Linked DNA regions of Zea mays: region 2 is linked to region 1. A link is a contact called in public Hi-C data. All regions are on one chromosome and are shown on one strand. The core of a region is the stretch at or near the end of the contact, and the rest is flanking DNA. Distances in the headings are between cores, read along the strand shown.

The links. A called contact is a pair of places that touch in the nucleus more often than the background predicts.
Region 2: a contact with region 1 is called in a Hi-C map of leaf, with 10 times the contacts expected there. The contact joins the promoter of LOC100193359 here to the promoter of LOC100381889 in region 1. A contact is called at or near these places in 2 of 25 Hi-C or Micro-C datasets (leaf and tassel).

Annotation. Positions count from the first base shown.
Region 1 is chr7:18,199,036-18,205,318 of Zm-B73-REFERENCE-NAM-5.0, forward strand. It overlaps LOC100381889, which reads right to left and starts at 3,264. Exons shown (of 13, transcript NM_001174671.1): 1 at 2,906-3,264; 2 at 1,164-1,289; 3 at 962-1,081. The coding sequence starts at 3,229. It also overlaps the pseudogene LOC111589901.
Region 2 is chr7:18,727,923-18,734,205 of Zm-B73-REFERENCE-NAM-5.0, forward strand. It overlaps LOC100193359, which reads left to right and starts at 2,544. Exons shown (of 4, transcript NM_001348930.1): 1 at 2,544-2,689; 2 at 3,048-3,145; 3 at 4,058-4,158; 4 at 4,229-4,606. The coding sequence starts at 3,058. The coding sequence ends at 4,372.

The DNA.
Region 1 (6,283 bases), core at 2,014-4,513:
ACGCCCTAAGATGAAGGCTGCAGTCACTACCCGCACATGTTACTGAAGCGGGCCCACGCGGCGCCATCATGGATCGTCTGGCCCCACGTGTAAGCCCCAGCGCAGGGTAGTATTAATGGTGCGTCAGTCCAGGTTGTACTTAACCACATTGTAATGACCTGTAATAACCCCTGAGGGGGGAATATTCCGGGGATAACGTAGGTAACCAGGGGCATAACTGTACTTACGAGGGTAAGACTGCCCCCTGGTTACCTATAAATCCCCCACATTGTACTCTGATGGGACAGGCTGAAAGACACTGCTTCTCTAATCCGTTGTGTTGCTAAGCATCAAAGTGTTCCTGTTTCCCGTTGCTTGGACCCACCCACTTGGCCACGTGTCAGTGAGTTCCAACAATCACCAAGAAAGAGCATAAACCCAAAACTATCCACTTAATATGGGCATCAACTAAATGTTGTCAAGGACAGGTTTTGAGGAATTTTCCGTATATTACTTGGCAGTGTTAAACTGCAGCTTTTCTTGGCTTCCAGGTATAGAACTAAGACTACTTTACAGCTAGATACCCTACGCCGGGTGGAGGAAGTCGCCATGGATCAAGGCGGTAAGAACCAGGCTCTAGATACCAAATGTTGGCAGAGACATTGGTTTTTGAAGAATTTTCAGTATATTACTTGGCAGTGCTAAGCACAGGTGGTCTTGGGTTCCATATACAGAAGTAGAACTAAGACTCCTTTACAGCTAGAAAGCATACCAAATTTCTAACAACTAAAGAGATAAAGCAAGAGATAAGATGACACGACATAGGCACTAACCACTACTGCTTATCCTAGAATTGGAGCTCCAAAATATCAAGATCACTATGGCTTATCCTTCACTAAAGTGTATAAGCAGTGCGTCTCTGAACCCACTACCCAGTAGTAAATATATAAATTATTGAATAACTTATCAAAGAAAAACTCACCGGATCAATACCAACTCGGCAACCAGATGGTAAAACATCATTCAACCACTCACTAGTAGTTGGAACACCATGATTCCCACTGCGCATGAGTGTCCAGTGGTGGCTCAATTCCTTCTCTGCCTAGCAAACAGAAGAATTGATCATGAAGCAATAACAGAAATAAAGGTGCAAAGATATTAAAGTTTGCAGGAAGTAGGAGCACCTGAAGAAAATAACGGCCATCAGTCCAGAGAGCAGCCTTATTTTTTGTGACCACAGCTGTACCAGCACTGCCAGTGAACCCAGTCAGATAGGCACGCCTCGTGAAGCATTCTGCAATGAATTCGCTCTGCAACAGAAGTTGTGAAAAAAAACATGTAAGTGGAGATTATATTTAATTCAATCGTGTCGCTTCACTAAGTAACGCATTGAAATTTTTCTACATCATTTATATTCGGCAGCAATATTAGGACAACAGTTCACCACATATGGAAAAACTCTAAAACATATGCAGTCACAAACTCATGTTGAGCATAGTGTTAGAAGAGTGGAAAGGGGTAGAATCTGTATATGTATATTGAGACAGATGAACCATTACATATATAGGGTGGAAATCTTTGGAGGCCAAGGCATCTAGGGCCGGCACACACTACCTGAGAAGGCAGGCCACTCTACTATGGAGTATGGAAAGTAAGTAATATCTCTACTATGGAAGGGATCAATCACACGCAGGTGAAAGGAGAGATGTACTCAATCAGCCTAATATAGAAAGGGAGACATTCATTCCAACACATAGATATCATGATTATCTAAAGCCCTAGCTAAACTCAAAGCTAGTTTACAAGCGGAATAAAAAAACATATATGCTTCATGACTTCAGTAGTAGTGGAAACTACTGCACTGTCAAGCAAATGCTTCATTTTTATGGAAGTACATCATGACATAATTAGACCACACCTTGCTAGAAATTATATATTTATATCAAATGTACCAACTATTGAGCGCTTCTACTGCTTTTTCAATAGTCAAGTATGTTTCACAGCTACTTCTAAGAATGGGTGCATCCGTATCATCGCATACATCCAACATATTTGGAAACTATCGAAGAATTATTAGAGTATATGTATTTTAAATTAAAAGTAATCATGATAGTTATAAATACTTCCCATGTACTTCGCAACCAAAATAACACCTTAATCTATAATCTCAACCAGGCCAATCTCAAATTACCACATCACTCCCACACATCACAGCAGCCAAGCAACTCCGAACTCAACAGCCACTTTTTCACCAACCTGCTCACGGCCGCCTCTCTCCAGGCACCCGCCCCTCTGTGTTCCTACCACACCGACCACTCCCTTTCCACTATCATCCCTTTAGGGCATGTACAACCTAGAGACCCTGTAATGGTTTTTCAAGTACAAGATACAGCTAAAAACTGCATGATATAATCCTGGCCCTTTGAATCATAAATACAGTTAAGAGACAATATATATGGAGAGTAATGTAGAACTAGAAACAGTCTCTTCGCGAAGAATCCGTCTCTTGTATTTTTTTAATTAACATCTAGAGACTCCTCAAGTGACCCTATATTAAATGGGGTTGATATGCGTTTAGAGCATTACAAGTTTCCCAAAACTCCACGTGGCAGTAGTGTCCATATACATCACAAGAGCAAAAATTGTTATCCAGTTAAGCCTCCTGGGGATACACAAGGTACATCTTTAAAAGATAGGGCTAAGATCCAGACACGTTGCAACACATTAGTCACACACAATGCAGTATTTTTTTTTGGTAACAAGTGGGTATTACCATGCATGTAGCGCCTAAATTATATCATTTTTTTCCACAATTACACTAATACGTTGAGAAATTATCTATTCATGTTCTCCGACTGGGTATATACACCAGATTAATCATAATACAAGTTGGGATTCTTGAGGGCTAGGGAGAGGGCGGCTCGACCTGGTGGGCGTCCTGTGAAGGGACGATGTAGGCGTCAATAGCAACGTCGGGCCGCGCGAAGAGTCGACGAAGCGAGCGTAGCTTCTCATCCCCGTCAGATGCGGAGTCCGCAGCCCCAGAGGAGGAAGACAGGCCTCGGCGCTTTCGGAGCTCAGACGAGGACAGAGCGACGACGCGTCCGTCCCCTCCCGATGAGTTGGCGAGGACGCGGAGGAGGGGAAACCTGCGACGAAGGGAGAACGGGCGGAGGGCAAGAGGGGGGCGGCTGGCGAGGAAGGCGGCGGCGGCGATGGACGGTGAGAGGCGCGCAGCTTCGATCGCCATAAGCGAGCAGCCGAGAGAGTACGTGGGGAATGAGGAAGTGGTAGGACTAGGAGGGAGGGAGATAAGGCAGAACCGGCCCATGAGCGTCTAGGTTCCGGGCTGGTCGCCTTGTCCATGAGCGTCTAGAGTCTGGAGTCTGGAAAATACCTGTTTGACTTCGAGGAACATTTTCTCGGTAGTATTATTTTCTATTAAAAATTGCAAAAGTGAAATTGTAACAACTAGTGACCAGTGAGGCACCGGAAAAGTTGCAAACGTATTTAACAATTTAGATATTAAAATAAAATAAAATAGAGTTAATTAGTCTCTAGAAATCAAATATCTCTAAATAGATCTTGAAAAACCATTCAATCCCAACACGATATGAAGTCACATACAGCATAATGCTCTCACGTAGTACCATCTTATCAGCTTAAGAAGGACAAGCAACCAAGCGGCTTATAAAAAAGGATCGGGCTTCTACTTAACTTATATCTTTTGGGTCTTTTGACTATGATAAGGTGTAATATTTGTTTTTATCAGTTTAATATAGTTTAATATCTGATATGTGAACCATATATTCACTCTGATATTAAAGTTACTTTTTATAGGTATCAAATATGATTGCATATCGTCTCAATGCACCACTATTGTGCTTTTTTTATTTAATGTGCATGTGTGGTGCTATAGCATCCCAACAAAGTGACGCAAAAACTAAAATACTACATTATTTAAAGTGTTTAGGGCACTAAACAAATTATGCTCCAACAGTTAAGCCATAAATCATGTATTTTAGAAAGTAAATTATATTATTAAGAAAGAAAATGATGAAAATGGTGTAGAAAACAAGGATAGGGCACTAGTCTCGGGTGTAGTATATTTAGATCACTTCATGGTATGCTCTATATTTTTTATATAAATTTATAAAATGGGATACTATTGGAACTGTTTTTTATGTGTTGAGCCTTATATTTCAAGATAATGCACTGATTTAAGGCATTGTTGGAGATGTTATAATAGTCTCTACTGCTTAACAACACCAGTTTCGACGGTCATCATGCGTCACACACGAAGTGCGCATCTGTTTCCTCCTCTGCTTCTCGACTATCAACATATGCCCCTCCCCCCCCTCGCCTAACACCCCACGCTTCTTGCCTAACAATTGCATCATGCACAAAGCCCACATTTGTTTCCCCCTCCTCGGCTTCTCATCACACACGAATCACACATTTTCCCCTCCCCGCTTCTCGCTTAACAACTGCATCGCCACCCCCACCCCACCCCACCCCCGGCTCGCCTAACACTCCCATGCTTCTCACGTAACAACTATGTCATGCGCGAGGCGCACATCTGTTTCACCTTCCCCCGTTTCTTGCCAAACAAACAGATAAACCTTGTGATTGGATAAACCTTATCCCTGCTTCTCGCCTAACAAACAACACATGTTAATGATGATGATATCGGATAAATCTTATCTCCCCAAGAAAACGGACGATCGTTCTAATCCCGCTATAAATCCTTGTCCTTGTTGTCTGGCCCGAGATACAGATGTTGCCATCGCCTCGCGCACCGTGGCGCTAAGGGAGAAGCTACTGTCGATGAGGGTGTCGAGGGCGAAGGTGCTAGCGACGAGCCTCGCGCGTGCATGGCCATTTGTCCTGGTGTGTGCTGGCGGCGACGTGCGCGGTGAGGAGGGAGTTGCAGGTATACATGTCCAACGGGCCGTGTCAGGCCGGCCCGGCACGAACACGGCTGGGCCCGACACGAGGAGCGACATTCCAAGCCCGGCACGGTTCAGTATCGTGCCGGACCGGGCCGGCCCGTGGGCTGGCTGACGCAGCCCAGGCCCGGCACGATTATTCTTATACGGGCCCGGCACAGTTATTCTTATACGGCCCGGCACGGTTATTCTTATACGGCCCGGACCCATAAACAAAAAAACACTCTAAAATTCAGAATCTAAAGACAATATTCAAATTTATTTTAGGTTCAATTAATTATATTTATAATTTTAGATATATACTTAGACAAATAATTTCAGATACACATATAAACACATATCACAATTCAGAATGCTCTTATATAATAACATATCATCAGTATTATAGCTAAAAACAGACTGACCGTTACAAAATAAGTTCCTCAAACAGGCTGTTACCGTGCCTACCAATTAACTGTGTCGGGCTCGTGCCTGCACCGCGGGCCAAACGGCCAGCCCAAGCCCGGCACGGTTATCGGACCGGACTGGCCCGGGCACGGTTATAGTCGGGTCAGGCCGTGCTCGTGCCAGGCCACGACTGTGCCGGGTCACGGGCCTACTGTTGGGCCGGCCCATTTAGACATGTATAGTTGCAGGAGGGCGCGTCGAGGTGGTGTGAAATATTGAGACCCTTTAATATTATCTGGTTTTAAAAACCAACACTAAAGAGTCAACTTTGGTACCGGCTAGTAATATCAACCGTTACTAATGTTTTGAACCTTTTAGTACTGGTTGGTGAAAAAAAATTGGTTCTATAGGGTATCCTCTAGTACAGATTTTTACCACTAACTAGTCCTAAAGACTCTTTCATAGTTAAAATAAAAGAAAAATATCTCCTTTCTAGTCAGAAATAGCTCTTTAGCATAGTGGTAGGAAAAAAGTGGGAAGCCAGATCCTAGTTCATATCATTTCGCATGACTTGTGACGTGTGCGTGCCAGACCATTTTTAATTTTTTTATGCTTTCGGACCATTATTCAGTACCTGCTAGAGCCATTAACTGGTAATAAAGAATCATTTAGTATCGGCTCATGCAACCGTGACTAAAAGAACTAAGATCTTTAGTCCTGGTTGTATAGTCCAAGTTGAAATTTTGGAACTTTAACTGGTTCTTAATCGATACTAAAGTCACTTCGTCCAGTAATGATTGAATAACATTTTGTTAAGAATAACAAGCATGTGCATCTTGCATGTTCCTGTATAGGAAAGTTGTGCACGATGAAATGTCTAGAACTCCACCATGTATCCCTCATCTCTTCCAACTCCATTTGAGCATCGGTTCCATTAGATGCAACATGGTTATTATAGATATGCTAAT
Region 2 (6,283 bases), core at 1,294-3,793, 530 kb after region 1:
CGTTGTCACCTCAACTATCTAATCTTTCATCGACAGTTTTAACATACCAAGATATCATGGAAGATTGTTGATATTGGTTTCTATCCCAAGTTCAATTAACAATAGAAAATAGACCCACTTATTTTTTACATACAACTTTAAAAATTAACAACCTATAAATAGAGAATTATTGGAGCACAAACATTTATTACTTCTTCAAGTATTTTAGTAACTTTTTAAATCTATAATTTATGGTGCTAAATTTACATAACTATTGGAGATGCTTACTGGATAATGTGGCTCCATAAAAACTGACTACCTATGAAACCTGACTGCCCATGAAAATTGACTGCCTACAACTTTGTAGTTGTTTTTGTATCGAAACTATTTAGAACCCCAAAATCTATGAGTTCATATATTTTGGAATTCAAATTTATTAAACAATCTCAAATGTTAACATGTTCTATATGAAAGTTATAGTTCTCAATACCATCTACAACTTTGTAGTTGAAAGGTTTTTTATTTAAAATTATTTAGTGTCCTAAATATGTGTTCTAAGTTTATAGATTTTGACATTCAAAATTAGAATTCCTAAACAATCATGAATGTTCACATAGTTACTACTATAGGTCTAGTGATCGATATGAGTTATTATTGTTGTTGGCAAGTTTTTTATTTAAATAATTTGATATTTTTTAATTTTTGAAACAATTTTGAATGGAGATAAATCTTTTTTACTTGACAAGATTCAAAAGTTTTAAATTAAATGTTTTTTCATTTGAGTTACTTGAGTCACTCGGTCTCACCCGTCAGTGTATTCGTCGTTGGAGTATTACCCCTTGCATATATCATCAACACATCCTAAGAGCTGATTTGGTGATTAGGGATCTCGAGAGGATCTTTCCATAGACCCCCTCGAGATCCCTAATCACCAAATCAGTCCTAAAAGTGTTCGCATGACATGAGTGGAGTTTCAAGGATCCATGTAGCAAGATTCTTCTTCACACAGTAGCCCAGAGTTTATTAATAAAAAAACTCTAACATGTAGCAAGATTCTTCTCTACGTAGTAGCCCGCCCACAGTTTATTAATAAAAACAATAAGAGAATAAAAATAGAAGGCACAAAATACAATTTTCGCGTGAAAAAGTGCTTTGTGGAGTTCCTCTCGGCTTGTCAAATGCGGGGATAAGAAATGATAAAATAACAACTTTATAAATTTAGCAACATCATTTAGGGTATCATTTGAGACGTGTTTTTTCTAATAACTCCTTAAACTGAGTTTTAGTAATCTTTTTACATAACATTTGGAGATGCTCTAAGCTGTCTAAATGGTAAGGTAGACGAGATAAAAGAGAAGCGGGAGCCGGCTTAGACACAAGAACCAAAAAACTGTGAGATGGATAAGTGGAGTCTGTATTAATAGTGTCACCTAACTCCTATATGGATGAGTTTAATGTAGACCAGTTCAAACATCGGATCAGACCAAGGTCTGGTCGTGGGCCACTTAGCACGGCCCGTACCCGACTGGTGCCTAGTGCCGAGTTGGGTTGAGTCGGTTCATACCTCGCTGTTTGATGTATCAGGTCGGGTCTTTCGAATTGTGACAGTTTTTTGGCTTTGGGTCGGGTTTTTGATAAAAAATTGTGGGCCATACCTGGCCCGTAAATTATTGCGGGTAAAAAGTTATGGTTTGTATCCACCCGTTGCATTGGTCGGGCCAGGTTTTTCGGGCGGGTCGGGTTGGTCAGGTGCCCAACGATCATGTCTAGTTTAATGTGGGTTGGAAGGATCCTTAAAGCCAGCAGTACTGTATTATTAAACTCACTCTAAAGGGTAGGATTTATAGTATGTTGTTTTGAACAAAAAAAAAATAAGTTTGATCCTAGAATCCAAACATAATAAAATATAATAATAGGATCGCTCCACTCTATCTTAGACTAGCTCTCCTCGACTCGCTACAGCTCGCAATTTAGCTCGTGGCTCGACCTAACAATAATTTGCTACATAAATTTCTAATTAGCATATAATGTTTGTACCCAATAGATAATTAGTTTATTTTATTTAATATTACTGTACAAAATTAATGTATTTTTATATTACATCAGTAATATATTTATTTTACTGATTTAAAATATATTGTTTAAATTATTTTTGACATTTTGTATTATAATTTGGAGGGTGATTTGTAGACATGCTCGTTAGCTTGGCGAGCCAGAACGAGTCAAGTCGAACCGATTTTTCTGGTTCGTCAAATGAGTGAACCTTGACTCGTTACTTGACGGAGCCGTAGCGAGACGAGCCGGACTCGATTCAGATTTATATATAGAAGGAACAATTGGATCTATACCATTAAAAGATCCAAACTTTAGATATATACCATGGACCCCACATGTTATTGACTCATGTGGACCCACATGTAAGTGAGATAGTAATGGTATGGATCTAAAGTGGTGATCTTTTAATGGTATGGATTCAAATTTCCCTATATAGAAACATACCAAACACTTTAACATAAAAATCCGAAAAAAGTACTAAAATTAAAAAAATCGATAGGTGGAGCCACGTTGTATATGCGGATCTCCATTCACCAATCGCCTTCCTGTCGCCCTCCCGCTCGGCTCGGCGAACGCGATCTGTTCCCCAACCTCCGCAGCCGCTCCACCGTCCTCCACTCCGGCTGCCGAATCGACCCGCCCCGATCCAGATCAGGTAACCCCGCGCCGAGATCCCTGCGTTTCTTCTCTCCTTCTCGCGGATCGCTCGCCGCGGAGGCGGGACCCCTTCTGTCCGCGCGGATCGCTGGTCCCGTCCCGCGGGGTCGGTTCGCTGACGTGATCTGGATCGCAAATCTTTCTCGGCGGCCTACTGTGATGCGTGCTCCTGTAACACGTCGCGGCGGATTCGTTGGTCCCTCTGCCTGCGTGCCGGAATATCTGGATAATGGCATGAAACTACACATCTGGCATAATGTCTTGTAGCGATCTAGGTTTATGTGCTCCCTTTGTTTGATCTGAAACATTTGAGGTCTATCTCTGATTCCGAATTACGGACCTTTTGTTTTGCCCAGGAGCTGAGGGATGGACGCGAACAGGCGCCAGAGTGGGATCCAGCAGTTGCTGGCTGCGGAGCAGGAGGCTCAGCAAATTGTGAATGCCGCTAGAGCTGGTAGTGTTTTCTCATCTTTTTTGTCCCAAGCCATTGTAGATCTAGCGTAGCGTTAGGCAGCAACAACCTTGTGAATGAGTTCGTTCCATTCACTTAGACATCTTTCACTGATCCTCAATTAATGTTTGTAGAGCGAGATTGAAGGTAATGCACTGCTACGTTTCTGAACTGTAGCAAAAAAACGGCATCTCATTAATGCTGTTACTATTGCATTACCAACAAATATATAACACCTGTTCTGGGTGTTAGACCATGACCTCTCACGCCAAAGTTACAATGTATAAGTTTGCATTTAGCTACCTGAGTTGAGATCATGAAATATTTAGTGTCCAACTCTGCACAAAGCAATCTTTAGTCTAGAGGGGGAAAAGAAGTTTACTTTTCTTTTTCAAGTATGCAGAAGCATGTTTAGGCCCTGTTTGGAACCTCTAAAACTAATAGTTAGCTACTAAAAATTAGTTGTTGGGTTCCACGCCATCAGCTAATACCACAGCTAATTGTTAGCTACCTCGCAGCTAACAATTAGTTAATTAGCTGGCTCAATCCAGCTAATAATTTATTAGCTGCCAAACTATTAGCTCGAGGGGTTCCAAAGAGAGCCTTAACTGTGAACTGTTTTCTGGTGAAATGTAACAACAAAGCTAAAAGCTAAAGGGCTGTGTTCTCTCTGCAGTATAAACTTGAATTTGTGTGTTCTACAGCTAAGTCGCAATAAAAGAAGGGGTTGAAATCTTGCTTTTATGGGTCCCATTAGCAAAAACATATTCCATTGTGAACCATGTGCTGTACAAATGTCTTTTAAACTTGTTGGCAAATTGTCAGCTAATAGGAAGCTAAAAAGCTGACCCCTTTACCCCCCTCCCTTCCTCTTAATAGTTAATACTGAACATGAATGTTTCCTGTGTCCAATAGCCAAGTCAGCGAGGCTCAGGCAAGCAAAAGAGGAGGCTGAGCGGGAAATAGCCGAATACCGTGCCCAGATGGAGGCTGAGTTTCAGAGGAAGGTTGCAGAGGTATGCACGCCATGTCCCATTTTTCCCCACTGGACTACAGGACCTCACTTCTGTGTCTTGGTGACTACAGAGCAGCGGCGACTCCGGTGCAAACGTCAAGCGTCTCGAGGAAGAAACGGCGGCGAAGATCGAGCAACTCACCCAGCAGGCCGCAAGCATCTCCCCGGATGTCATTCAGATGCTTCTGCGGCATGTCACCACCGTCAAGAACTGAGGAGTGCTGTTCCCGAACTATGCTCGCAGACTTGTACCGTCGATCTATTTATTTTTGTCAAGAGTGAGAGTGGTGAGGAATAATATGCCCGCTTGTATCCATAATTCCTGTTCGTAACTACGGAATAAGCCGCCGCAGCTTTAGCGGCAAACGTGACTAGTACTGTCAGAACCTACCATTGTTATTTGGTACAATTGGTAAATAATATTGTTTTAAACTGGATTTTTCGAACAAGCTGTTTTGTTGATACCATGCTTGGGGTTTCTGTTTCCGTTCTGTCTCTCTCTTTTGAACTAATCACCAGGGAAAGGAAGAACAGAAAAGGCCTCTTTTAGGTGTGTAACTCTCTTTCCACAGTTTGAGGGGATTTGCTCTGCTGGGTTTGGCTTTGGTGTACACCAAGCCAGAATCCTCAATGAAGATAATTTTCCATGAGTTGAAGCGCAACTGCAAATCCCATTAACGAAATTCGAAAATGACACTGTTTTTCATCATCCAAATGATCCAGCAAGCTGTCATCATAATCTCTCTGAAGATCGAACCAAAGTTCTCTCTAGTTGCAATAACCATGTCAAAAGGCTGTACGTGAGTATCCCAATGGATGCTGCTCGACCTGGAAATTGATGGTGTTGCTTTTTTAAAAAAAAAACTGCAAATGCCTTCCCAAAACCACCGTGAGTTGTTTTGGAAGAGAAAAGGAGAAAAATGATTATGTTATTGAACTAGAAACTACGAAGCATAGGCAGGCGAAGCCACGATTCGTGTTTATGGGGACATCAGATTAATGCTTAAATGCACTAGAATTAAGAGTTAGCTGCTAAAATTAGCTAAAAACATCTAAACAATCTAACTAATAATTCAACTTTTAGAGTATCTCCATTATAGGTGTCCATTCGGGCCGTCCGGTCCGGTCTAAACCTAAAAAGGCTCGGCCCGTTTAAATTTCGGACTGGCCTATCCCGTTTAAATTTCGGGACATGCCAGACCAGCCCTCGGCCTACGGCCTGGCACGTAATTGCTTAAACGTGCCAGGCTTATTTCGGACGGCCTGAAATTATAAAAAGCCTGAAATTCAATTTTTGTCTTGGAATTTATTTTTTGACCCGAAATTCACACCGCGGCCCTAAATTCACATGCGAGCCCTAAATTCAAAACAAATTTAATAAAACAAATAAAAGCTAAGATAAATAAATTGAACCAAAAGCAAACTTAATATTTGTATTAAGTTACTAGAGCTATGCAATGACTACCTCGTTTAAAAATCATTTTGTTAGAACGAAAAAGAGTATAATCAACTCTATACATAGTTCATAAGTTCAGTTTATTATCTAATGTTCATAACAAAAGTAAAATTACATCACATACTCTAATTTGAAACTAAAAAACATCTAACTAGCATCATCTTTAGCTTTGTGTTCTTTATCAAGTACATGAAAGTGTGGGATGAAGTGTGGTTTTAATGAATATATGGACCTTTTCGTGCCTCTATATGAGCCATTTCGTGCCTGCCTTAAACGGGTCATGCTCGTGCCCGCCCATGGGTCGCGACCCCGGCTCAAACCTGGCCCGATATATCGTGCTGGCCCGACACTAAAATATTTCGAATTGGGCCTGGGCTGTGCTTTTTTCGTGCTTCGGGCCGGCCATCAGGCTCGACCCAAATGTACACCTAAATTATCATTTAAAAAGTCATTTGTATAAAAATTGTTTTCTATTCAATCTCCAATAGTCCTCATATATCTTGTTGTACTCTAAAGAGCTATTCACGTTTTCTATATTTGGCTAGCGAGAAACTCGGAATAGAATATGATTATATTTGCATAGTCATTTAGATAAGTTGTTGGAGAGTTTTTTTACAAAAGTATCTATTTATATAGATTAGGAAGAATATAGAGAGCCTCTTGTAGTTGT